Regions from separate parts of the Mus musculus genome. Here all the other regions are linked to region 4. The links are chromatin contacts, called in public HiCAR-type, HiChIP or PLAC-seq and promoter capture Hi-C maps. All regions are on one chromosome and are shown on one strand. Each heading gives the region's core, a stretch centred on a gene start, on an enhancer-like site or on the middle of the called end of the contact. The rest is flanking DNA. Distances are from core to core; before and after follow the strand shown.

Region 1 (2,700 bases), core at 83-2,582, 1.1 Mb after region 4:
CCAAATTGCTATTGTTCAAACCATAGTCTGGTTCTTTTATTTTAAAAATATTTATGCATGTGTACTGAGGAGGGGGAGGTGAGTGCAGTGCCAAGGAAGGCTTCAGATCCCCTGAGATGGAATTACAGACCACCTGGCATGGGAACTGGGAATCCAACTCTGGCCTTCTACAAGCACAGTTTGTGCTGTTACCTACTGACCTGTATCTCTCAGGTACCTCAAAATGTGCTTCTTAGCTCAGGACCCTCTTCAGGAGAGAAGCAGAAATGAATCATTCAAACTTTGTCCCCAAACCACTTAAGGAGAGCCCTGGGGTCTCTATAAATTTTAAACATGGCACTCTAGACTAAAGTTAATTGTGTCTGTTGCCATTTTTTTTTTGCCACAACTAGAAGAGCTTCCAATTAGATGCAGTTGATTCTTAGCTCAAATAACACCATAGCTTCCAAAAGTCTCAAGAGAAGGAAGAAAAATTTGAAAATCCCTATACCAGCCCTAGGTATACATCCAAAGGACTTTGAACACACCACAGAGATCTCTGGGCCTCCACATTTACTGCAGCGCTATTCACAGCAGCCAAGTTATGGAAGCATCCTGGGTATCCATCAACAGATGAGTGGATAGAGAAATACAATATTCCTTATTCAGTCATTTAAAAAATGAAATTTTGTTACCTGCTGGAAAGGGGATACAACTGGAGACCACCATATTGAGCAAAATAAGCCAAACTCAGAATGACAAATATTATGTTGTTTCTCATTTATGGATCATAGAATGCATGTAGAGGCAAACAAACACGCACACACACTCACACTCATACACATACACATACTCACACACATACACACAGACAAGCATGCACACACCGAGGCAGACAAACATATACACATACACTCACATACACACGGACATACACAGAGACAGACATACACACACACACACACACACACACACACACACACACACACACACCATGAAAGCAGATGAGAGACTAGGGGAAAGAAATAAATTAGCGAGAATGACCAAGGGAGGGAGAGAAGAAAGGGGAGGACCTGGAGAATGAATGTAGTCAAAGTTGAAATAAATTTAACTTGAAATAAATTATCTTAATAAACCTGTCACTACGTACAATGAACATACACGAGTGCTGGGTTGGGGGAGGTACTGTCTCATTCAGTCTGCTCCCAGGAGATCCCATTTTCCCTAAAACAAAACCAGACCCTTTGACTTGGCTGAAAAACAAAATAGAAACACCAATCCCCTACCCCGTGTGTCACCTTTCAGCGACAAGTCTCTATGCTCTTTCATCAGTCAGCTGCCCCTCTGCCCTCCCCCCTTCCCCAGCAGGACACTGCCCACACTGGCAAGCGCTTTCCCAGGCTCAGACAGAGCAACCTTTGCTGTCTGCCCAAGCACCATGGAGACCATGTGGAATTTTCTCACTGAAGATACTGAAGTTACTGCAGGAGACTAGGAGGGAACAGGAGCAACAGAAACACGAAGTCAGTCTGACTTACAAGGCATGCTATTCGGATGCTTACCAGAGGCATGCTCTCTGGAGCCAGAATGCCCCCCTGTTCTTGGAGGCCAACATAGTAGAGTTCATGGAAATTGTTGCATCCCTTGTTTTAAAAGGATGCATATACCATGTTTCAAACTCTGTAACAAAGATTATTCCATCTAAATCCTGGATTCTACTATGACCAATTCGCCTAGCTGAAATAATCTAACAGGGTGGGTAGTAATTTACAAAGACGCTCCTTGCTAACTTACTCAGAATTACAAAAAGTCAAAATATAACAATGAATCAAACCCAGAAACATGGTACACAGCAACTAGGCTCAGGATGCCATCACAATAGATACGATTGAAAAATGTTGTACAATAAAAGCTGGGGCTTTTATGATAATTCATGAAAAATAAAACAGAATTTGGATGGTTTCAGTGGAAAAGGCAAGGTGAAAATGGTCCATGTGTTGAGACCAGACATTTTTGAACTGAAGTAAGAGAAATATCACCATGAAGAGGAGGTTAGTAGGTCAGTGAAGCCTCATGCTCTCACTGCCAGGATATCCCGCCCAAATGCATGGCACACATGTGACCATAGAAGGCACACTCTGAAATCATGAGCCAAAGTAAAACGTCTTCCTATTGTTCTCTCAGATATTTTGGTTTCAGATGCACAAAAGTAACTAATAATTGTCCTGACTCACACAGTTCAGACACTACTGCCTTTTCTTGATTTCTTAGCATTAAATGGATTAACTGGGTAAAAAAAGGTCACATTCCCTCATTATTTGAGAATACTACTTTCCTTCTTCCTACTTGACAGGCAGGGTATCCCAGTTAGCTTCAACTGTCAATTTGACACAACCTAGAGGTAATTGAGGCATTGCCTAGATCAGAATAGCCTGTTAGTGTAACTGTGGGAAATTGCCTTGATAGTTAATTGATGTATGAAGGCCCCCAGCCCACTGTGCATGGTACTATGCACATGGTACTAGGCAGCTGTTCTTGACTTGTATTAGAAAGCTAGCTAAACAGGAGCCTGAGTGAGGAAGCCAGCAAGTAGCTCCATGGCACCTTGATGCTCAGATATTTAGAGAGATTCACCTTGTTCAAGGCTGGTGCATCCGTGATGAATGATAGAAGCTGCCACAAGCTCTCTGGAAGTGCATTGCAGATAATATCAAAGAGCAA
Region 2 (2,700 bases), core at 159-2,658, 1.6 Mb after region 4:
ACACGGTTAGGAGAGAGTTGTCTTCCCAAGGAACTGAGCTTACTACACTCAACTCCAAAGGCTGACACCTACTCGTCAGAAAAGAAAACCGACGCAACCACCCACTCCTAACACCGACCAGCCTCCACTCCCACCTCCTCCCCTCAAAAGCTACCCCGTAACCCCTGCCGAAGCACACCCTCCGCTCGCAGCCCCTCTGTTGCACTGAACCAACCTGCTGGGTAACAGCTGTGGGCACACGTCGCACTCTGAGTGAGGAAAAGCAGCGACCGCAACAAGGTAAGGGAGTCCCAGTACTTCCCGCTACCCGGAGCAGCCCACTGAATGACAGCCGGGAGCGCGCAAGTTTGAAGCAAAACCGATCAGACCCCACCGAAACGGAAAACTGAACTGCATTTGAACAGGAATGGGAGGCGGGGAGGGCTACGCGAGTCCATCACATGACAGCGAAAAGAGGACCGGAGTCGTCGGGGCGTCCTCAAGGAAAGGGGGGGGGGGCGTGGGGAGGGTGCCGTCGCCATAGCAACACCCCCCATCCGTCCAGACTTCCAAAGAGGGAGGAAGAACTTCAAATCCCAACCGTCAGCTCGAGCGGCTCCTTCTTAAAGGGGTACACACAGATCCGAGGCCACTCGCAAGAGGGCAGAGGCGGCCGCCCCCCGCCCCTCAGGCGCCGCCCCCATCGCCCCTCGACCCTCTCCCGCCCCCCGCCCCCCGCCCCGCGAGCGCCCCGCAACCCCTGGTCCCGCGTCCCAGGAACTAGGCAGCGTCTTCGCCGCCAGCCCCAGGGCCGCAAGAAGGGGGTGTGTGAGCGCCCGGCCGGGGGCGCGGACCGGCTCGCCGCTCCAGGGTCCCCTCCGCCCCGGTGGAGAGCCGCGGTGACAGGGGCACCGGCGGGTGGCGACGGGCGCCGAGGAGTTTCGGGGCAGCACGAGCGGGCGGGCTGCTTCCGCGGGGTGCTCGGAGAGTGGGTCCGAACTAACAGTTCCCCGGGAGCTCGGAGCCGGGCAGGCGGGCGGCGGGGCGCGGACCGCGCCGGGCAGGGAGCCCCGAGACAAAAGGCGCCGCCGGGGCCGCCGCGCCGCCGCCGCCGCCGCTCCCATCGCTCCCCATTGAACTGACCCGAACCGGAGCTCCAACTACACCCCTCAGCCACAAACTCCTCCGGCAGCCGCACCGTGGCGCCGAGCCCGGCCCGGCCCGTGTCTCTCTTACCTACACAGTGCATGAGGCGGTGGCGCCAAGAGTCGAGTTCCCGCCGGAATCCTCTCCTCTCCGCCGCGCACCGAGGGCTCCGGCACTGAGCGGCAGCGGCGGCGGCGGCAGCAGCGGCGGCAGCGGCCATTCTCTCTCTTCCCTTGTCCATCTGCGTCCCGCGTCACGCGCCCTCATTTACATACGAGCGGCGCAGGCACGAGGCAGGGGCGCGAGCCCTCGGCGCGAGCCCCGGAGCGCGCGCCCCCCGGAGGGGGGTTGATTGACACGTGTCACTACCTTCCTCCTGCCCTCCCCTCCCCCTCCCACCGCTCCCTCGGGGAGAGGCGGGGAGGGAGCGCGGAGAGAAGGAAGCAACCTGCCGCTTCCGCTGACCCCGCCTCCTTACCCACTCCCTTCCCCTCCTCCCCCCAGAGTTTACTCAGGCAAGCCATACTGCTCCCGCCGTCCACGAAAACCCTGAGCGGGAGCGAGAAACCCGGAGGCCAGCCAGGAACCCGCGTGCTGAAGGAGCGGACCAGCAACGCCTCCCTTCTGCCCTCGCGCGGAGCGCTGGAAGTCCGAAGACTTCATTTCCCAGCCTCCATTGCGTGCAGGTCCCGTAGAGGAGCGCAAGAGAGCGACGCTGTGCCCTCTGGGCTTTGTAGTCCTCTCGCGTTGAGCGCTCTCCTAGCCTAGCCAGTTCGCACTTTTCCAGATAGCAGCTCGGCCCCAGACTTCTAATGTTTTGCCCCCAGTGGGTTTAGCCTCTAACTCCCTCCGCCCAAATGCTTGCTTCCTCGAGTTCCAAGAGGGGAGTACGGTGGAAGCCTCAAGAGTTGGCGGTGCTGGGCTAGGCAGCTCCTTAAGTGCTGGAAACTTTTCAGGGTCAATGTCATCTATCTTCACTTTCAGCGAAAGCGCTTGCCAATCATCCTACTGCATCCAGAAAAGATGTGCGAGGACATCAGTTTTGTGAAGCGAAGAGATCTTGAAAAGCGAGATTAGTTACAAAAATCGGGGGAACTAACCTTGCATGGGATTTAACACTTTGTAATTGTTATAGATGGATCCTGCTCTGTGCTAGAGAAAACTTCCTTGGGGAGAGGAGAATCTTTTGATTAAGTATATACTTAAAATTACTTAAAAAAAAAAAAAAAACTTTTGCACCAGAGCCATTTCTACACTTATGTCAGTATTGTCACAGGGGACCAAGAGCTTGTAAGCCATCCAGAGTTTACAGAGAAGTGCTGTACATTACTGGGCATTTATACTCACCTTTGCGGAAAAAAATATTTTAATTCTTAGGAACTCAAATTCTCAATTCTGTATTGCCCTATCTTGTGGTATAGTCTTATCTATCATTCTTTTTTCTTCTTAGAGTAGTTTATTGCTCAGCGTTTGTTGCATCAGAAGTAAAAATGTAGCATTACATCTTCATCAGAAATTTTCGAATGTGAAGTTTGAAGCCATGTGTTTATGAATATATGTTTGCAATCTTATCAT
Region 3 (2,700 bases), core at 28-2,527, 1.4 Mb after region 4:
AGAATATGAAGAGGCCAATGGGAGGTCAGGAGAAGAAAGCGAGTGCTGTTCTGTTTCACCCTATGTTGGATTCCAGTGTGGTAAGGATGCTCATCCATCCTTCAGAAAAGCAGGTATGGAAAGTAAGAGGAAGATGTTTAGGAAAGAAATCAGAATATGTCATTCATTATACTCTGGGACAAACGCTGGAGCTAGTCTTTACTAGTAGGCATTGTGCTAGGAGTTTGAGACCAAATGGAAAATACCAAGTAAACAATTTAAACTACTCAAACCCTGCAGGAAAGACATCTCTACAGATATGTGGAGGGAATCTGTGCGGAGTTGTTCCTAACCGGGAAATTGCCAGGGATTAACAACCTGCATTGGCAACATCTCAAGTATACATACTGGATATATTCAACCAAGATCCTGAGATGAAGTAGGGATATGGGCTGGCTGACCTCCCAAGGTCTTTTCCATTACCACAAGCATACACAGCATCCTACCCTTTCCCATTTATGATCCAACACATGCCTGTAGTCAGTTTGACAGTAAGTCCCCTGGGCTTCCTTCCAGGTTTAGTACGATGCCACGAAAGACTGCTAGCACTCAACAAATGATTCAAATATTTGTTGAATGAAGGAATTAATGAATCGTGTTTAAATAGGTCTCACATGATCTCCCCAGATATAGAGAATAAAATCACAACATTCCAGGCATGATGGTTTGAAGGTTTGAACAGGGCTGGCAAGGGAACATGATCTCTCTCTCTCTCTCTCTCTCTCTCTCTCTCTCTCTCTCTCTCTCTCTCTCTCTCTCTCTCACACACACACACACACACACACACACACACACACCCTCTAGCCTTGGGAAAGCACAGCCCACCTGCTAAGCAAGCAGGCTGCGGGAGTTTCCTTGGCAAAGAATCCTGTCTGCTGCTTCCAAATGCAGTCTCCAGAAGGTCACTTCACTCAGATACAGAACAGCTTCCTTTGGTCTCTGTGACAAAGTTTGTGGGGATTCAGTGCGGTCCTCCCCTGGGGTGCTTCTACACTCCCACCCCTACTCTGGGTGCCTGTGGCACACAGCTGGTCTGCCCGCAGCACCCCGCCTTACCTTAGTGAGCTGAGCGATCTTCTTGCACATTTTCACGTGCATCTCCGGATCACAGTCCATTCTCCAGCCCGAGCCACCGCGGGCGTCGGCTTTGGAGCTCGCGCAGGTTCCTGGCGGGTGAATTTTGCTGTTGAGGGCAGATGCCATCGCTTTAAGGAGCCCTGCACTGAAATGCTCTGACTCGCGCGCTCTCACCGCTGGCCGTGTGCACGTGCGTTCGAGCACGGGCGTGAGAGCTTTCTCCAGAGAGGTGGCACTGCAGTCCTGCCAGCACAGCCGCGTGGCTCTCTTTCCGGAGGTGTCTCCTTCCCGGGCCCACTCGCGCACCACCTTCCTCTGCTCGTGCTCGTTCGCGAGCTAGCTGGCTCACGGGCACCCGCACCATGCAGCGTAGCGCTGGCGCCTTGCACGTGAGGTTTACCATCTGCGGATGCTTCCGAGAGGGTGCGGGCTATACCTGCAAGAGGACAGCTTCTGAGGGGTGTTGGGGGACAGGAGGTGGGGGCGGTGCCCTGGGCAGGGTTTTTTTTTTTTTTTTTTCCCTTCCCTCTCCTTGGCCAACTGGGTGGCTTGGAGCTTCCAACTCCACTGTGAGCGATCCAGCCCGAGGTGGATAGCTCAGGCCAAGAGGAAGAAATGCTGGCTTTAGTCCCTAGCAGATCGGCAAATCAGAATGAAAATATTAGAAAATCCTGTAGTAGTAGATGGGACAGATGAGAGAGCGGGTCTTATTCCTGCAGCCCTGATGCTTAGAGCGAGGGTGAAGAGAGGAGGCGGGATGCTGAAGGGCAGAAGTGGGGATGAGGGAGCTAACCACTCCGATTCTAGGAGGTTGAGATCTGGAGCTCAAAGTGGGAATAGAGCTGGAACCTCAGAACTACACGGTGGGACTGAATTGGAAGCCCCCCTTCCTGACCTTGGATAGGACCTGCTCAGTGATGCTAGAGATCTCCCCACATCGTCCACTCAAAGGTCACTAGTGACCGAAACTTGGGGGTGGGTTGGGGGCGGGGCATCGCCAGATTTCGGTCTCAGAGTAGGGAAAGAGGTAGCGACAAGGAAAAAAAGTCCTGCAAGAGCTAGAAAGGGTGGTAGTGGGAAAGGAAGTTACAAGGGGCACCAGATGGGTCTGGAAAGTCAAGCCTACCCAGTTAAAGCAAAGGAGCTCATCTAACCTGTGCCATTACCTCAGACAGACCCGAGGCTGAACCTTGTTGCGTTTTGAAGTTGTTGCCCCTTAGACTGGGAAAGCAGGTAGGTAGAGAACCAAAATCGTTTCTGGCTTTTTTTTTTGGTTTTGAACAATGGACTTTGAGAAACAAGACAGAATCCTGGTCAGATTTTTCTGAAGTGGCAATAGTGTCATTATTATGATTTTGCCTGGCTAATATATTTTATTTTATAAACTTCTCGCCCTCCAATAACAATACTCATTTTATAGGTGGGAAAAATTAACTATTTGATCAGGTGATTACAAACGGCAGTTGGGTGTGAAATGGGGACAGTGATACCACAACTGTGAACCCCTGTCTACCTCCCAGGCATTACAGAGCACCCAGAGGAGCAACCAAGAGAACCTTAGGCTTATCCCACAACTCCGTGGGA
Region 4 (2,700 bases), core at 91-2,590:
TATTGCCAATTTAGAAAGCAAACATTCCTGCAAGCAAGTGTTTAACTGACAACTAAACCAAATAGAAAATAAAGGGGGAAAAAAAAAACCAAACAAACAAGGCACACAGCTGGTGCCTGAGTTTTCAAAGATATGGAGACTGATGCAAAACTCTATGTCCAATTCTGAGAATTAGCAAGTCTATCAGGATCTATCCACCAGTCTTACAGACTTTTAGGACTCCTATAATTTCAATACCCATAGTGAATGGAGTCAACCTTATAACTTGAACGAGTATTTATATAAGCTGCAGGACCTTATTCCACTGCATTAGCTCAGAATAAGTTGGAAGAAATGTCATCAAGTTGCTGTCCAAGATCTTGGATCTACGATGCAAGAATTAAAATGCAATCACTATTATACCCAATGAAACGGCCAAGCCAAAACTTTCCCTTTTGCTTCCGGGCTTAATAGAACGCTTCAGTGTAAATACCAAAGCTGTTAAAAGTTCTTAATAAGATCCTTGAACACAGGGGATTGTAATATTTTAACAGTATGCTTCAGAGCTTATGGACAGTAGGGCTTAAAAGTGGTACGTATTTTCTTGTGTGACAAACTGTTTCTTCTGGCTTAAGTTTTAGTTTAGGAAAACTCCACATGTAACATTTTAAGGGGTGCCGCACATTTCTGTTTGAGAGAAAACTGCTGAACTTCACGGTCACGACCACACTGTCAGCTGAGTCTACGAAAAATGGATTCGGCGGGCAAGTTAACAGGTTTCCGAGACTCAACTTCGCATAAAACCATAGGGGGAAGAGTCACCTCGGCATTGACATCGCCTAGAAAGCCCTGCGTTTCCCATTTTTGACCTCCTTCGGATGTGGGAGATGCCTGTCACTGTTGAGGCCGGTCGCGAACTCTCGGGGACCGGGGACCGACGATCTCCCGGGCGCACCTGGCTCGGGGATGGCTGCGGGAACGTCGGGCCGCGCGCACTAGCCGCCGGGGTAGCTGTCACCGGCCGTGGGGACATGGGAGCCACCGGAGCCGCGGCCGCTCCGCGCGCAGAGGGAAGGCGCTGGCGTCCCCGCCACCACAGCCCGGTCGGCCCCTCGGTAGCCCGCCGCGGCCTAGTGCCGCCCGCCCGCCCGCTCGCTCGCTCGCCTCACCTGCGCGGCCGCGGCGCTTCTCCCGCCGCCGGTCGCTCTCGTAGAAGCCCAGCGTCTCGGTGTGTTGGGGCGCGGGCCCATGGCCGCCACCACCCGGCTGCTCCGCCTCGCCGCGGCCGGTCCGCTCGGGGCCGTCCGCGCCGCCACCGCCGCCTTCTCCCGGGGCGGCCGCGTCGCAGACGCCCGCCATGTTCCGAGAGCCACACACTGTCCCCGCCACCTCCCTCCAGCCGCCCGCCCGGCCTCCGCCTCCCGCCGGCCCCCTCGCCGCCTCGCCCCGCCCCTCGCCCGGGCAGCCGCCATCCGTAGCCCGCCGGCCGGCGCGCGCCATTGGCGTCAGCGGCGCGTGGGAGGCCGCGGTGGCCGCCGCCACGGCCGCCGCCATCTTCTTCCTGCCGTCGCCGTGGCGCGCGGCGGGCTCTGCGGACCGGGGCGCCGCGCCGGGCTCCATGCCGCCGGGTCGCGCGGTGGGGGACGGTGGGCGGCAGCGGGGCTCGGCGTGGTTGTCCGCGCGGCCGGAGCCCCTTGTGCCCGTGCGGTGGCCGGAGTGCGCCGGCGCGACCCGCCTGGCCTTGGCTGCACGGCGACTGGGGCCGGGCTCCAGCTCTGTGGCTCCCGCCGGCGCCGACCCGGTGGCTCTGCTGTCTTGGCTGCATCTCTCCTGCATATTTATGATCGTCTGTCACATTCCCTGTCCGTGGACAGTGTCCAAAGCCTAGCTCGGGGGAGCGTGCCAACAGGTGGGGGACTCGGCCCGACGGGCAAAGTGCTCGATGCGCCTAAAGCGCCGGGGACATTCTGGGTTGCCTTTCGGGAATAGGGTTATGTGACTGCGGGTGGCAGCCAAGGCGGCCTGGTTCTGTCAGATTGTCACCGCTTGCCGTGAGACTTGTGACCCTTACCCCCTCACTGGTAGTCACGGATAGCCGCGCTGAGACCAACGGATGCTCGCTGGGTGCAAATGAATCCGCCTCAGCCTTGGAAGACCTTCACCTGGGATTCCTACATTCTTGCTGTGCGCTCCTGTAACGCACGCGGTGGCCCCTGGATTGCCTTCATGCCCACTTCGGAATTAACCTGCATTGTGGCAACTTTTTAAATGAGTAGAAGCATAGCAAATACCTCTTCACTCTCTAAACTGCCCTACACTTAAGCCGAGAAGCGATGGAGCAGGCCTAGAACATCCAGGAGAGCCTTAGAGATGGAAAGCTAGATACCCGATTGCAAACTCCGCAACTTTTCTGTACTGTACTGCAGCAAGGCCATTTGACAGTAGGGCGGGATGAAGGGATAGGAGGGTTAAAGAGGAACTTGCAAAGTCCAAGAAATCCCAATCCCAATTCAATGTAAACTTTACATTGTGGAAAACCAAACACTGCAGAGAATATTATTTAAAGTCAGTTTGGTTTTATTTGGTAAAACTGGATCTTAAAAACAGTGCCCTTGACAAAGCTCCAGCATCATGAAAATCAAAAGACACAGAGTTTTATATACTGTAAGGTTTCCTCCAACCTAAGTTTATTATCTGTGTTCCAAATCTTAAATAGTCAAA

Evidence for each region. Promoter capture Hi-C pulls out the DNA fragments that hold promoters and counts their contacts. HiCAR-type assays count read pairs that join an accessible place to other places. HiChIP or PLAC-seq counts read pairs in DNA pulled down with a chosen protein or histone mark.
Region 1: an H3K4me3 HiChIP or PLAC-seq map of stem cell-derived neural progenitor cells shows a contact between it and region 4, with 7 times the contacts expected there. The contact joins the enhancer-like site here to the promoter of Tapt1 in region 4. A contact is called at or near these places in 6 of 39 promoter capture datasets (the 3T3-L1 cell line, cranial neural crest, frontonasal cranial neural crest and 3 more), 1 of 484 Hi-C or Micro-C datasets (LSK cells), 12 of 115 datasets of contacts at active chromatin or transcription factors (T-cell acute lymphoblastic leukemia, acute myeloid leukemia, astrocytes and 8 more) and 1 of 9 other capture datasets (adipose tissue).
Region 2: a promoter capture Hi-C map of erythroid cells shows a contact between it and region 4, with 10 times the contacts expected there. The contact joins the promoter of Lcorl here to the promoter of Tapt1 in region 4. A contact is called at or near these places in 1 of 39 promoter capture datasets (erythroid cells), 2 of 484 Hi-C or Micro-C datasets (embryonic stem cells and muscle stem cells), 4 of 115 datasets of contacts at active chromatin or transcription factors (astrocytes, large pre-B cells, pancreatic cancer cells and 1 more) and 2 of 9 other capture datasets (adipose tissue and liver).
Region 3: a HiCAR-type map of astrocytes shows a contact between it and region 4, with 5 times the contacts expected there. The contact joins the promoter of 9630001P10Rik here to the promoter of Tapt1 in region 4. A contact is called at or near these places in 1 of 39 promoter capture datasets (hippocampal neurons), 2 of 115 datasets of contacts at active chromatin or transcription factors (astrocytes and stem cell-derived neural progenitor cells) and 2 of 9 other capture datasets (adipose tissue and liver).

What each region holds. Positions count from the first base shown.
Region 1 is chr5:45,281,474-45,284,173 of GRCm38.p6, forward strand. The region is part of intron 4 of D5Ertd615e (DNA segment, Chr 5, ERATO Doi 615, expressed); the gene reads right to left. Among named protein-coding and RNA genes, the nearest start is that of Gm46912, 120 kb to the left of the region's middle. Within about 2 kb of position 1,333, at least 32 of the 459 cell types and tissues checked have an H3K27ac peak or open chromatin away from gene starts, as enhancers often do. A contact at or near this core is called in neural tube and stem cell-derived neural progenitor cells, where this site is marked.
Region 2 is chr5:45,856,132-45,858,831 of GRCm38.p6, forward strand. It overlaps Lcorl (ligand dependent nuclear receptor corepressor-like), which reads right to left and starts at 1,409. Exons shown (of 7, transcript NM_001163073.1): 1 at 1,216-1,409. The coding sequence starts at 1,366.
Region 3 is chr5:45,637,998-45,640,697 of GRCm38.p6, forward strand. It overlaps 9630001P10Rik (RIKEN cDNA 9630001P10 gene), which reads left to right and starts at 1,278. Exons shown (of 4, transcript NR_102378.1): 1 at 1,278-1,539; 2 at 2,292-2,349. It overlaps Fam184b (family with sequence similarity 184, member B), which reads right to left and starts at 1,504. Exons shown (of 16, transcript NM_021416.3): 1 at 1,096-1,504. The coding sequence starts at 1,242.
Region 4 is chr5:44,225,266-44,227,965 of GRCm38.p6, forward strand. Tapt1 (transmembrane anterior posterior transformation 1) reads right to left here and starts at 1,341. Exons shown (of 14, transcript NM_173764.3): 1 at 1,149-1,341. The coding sequence starts at 1,338.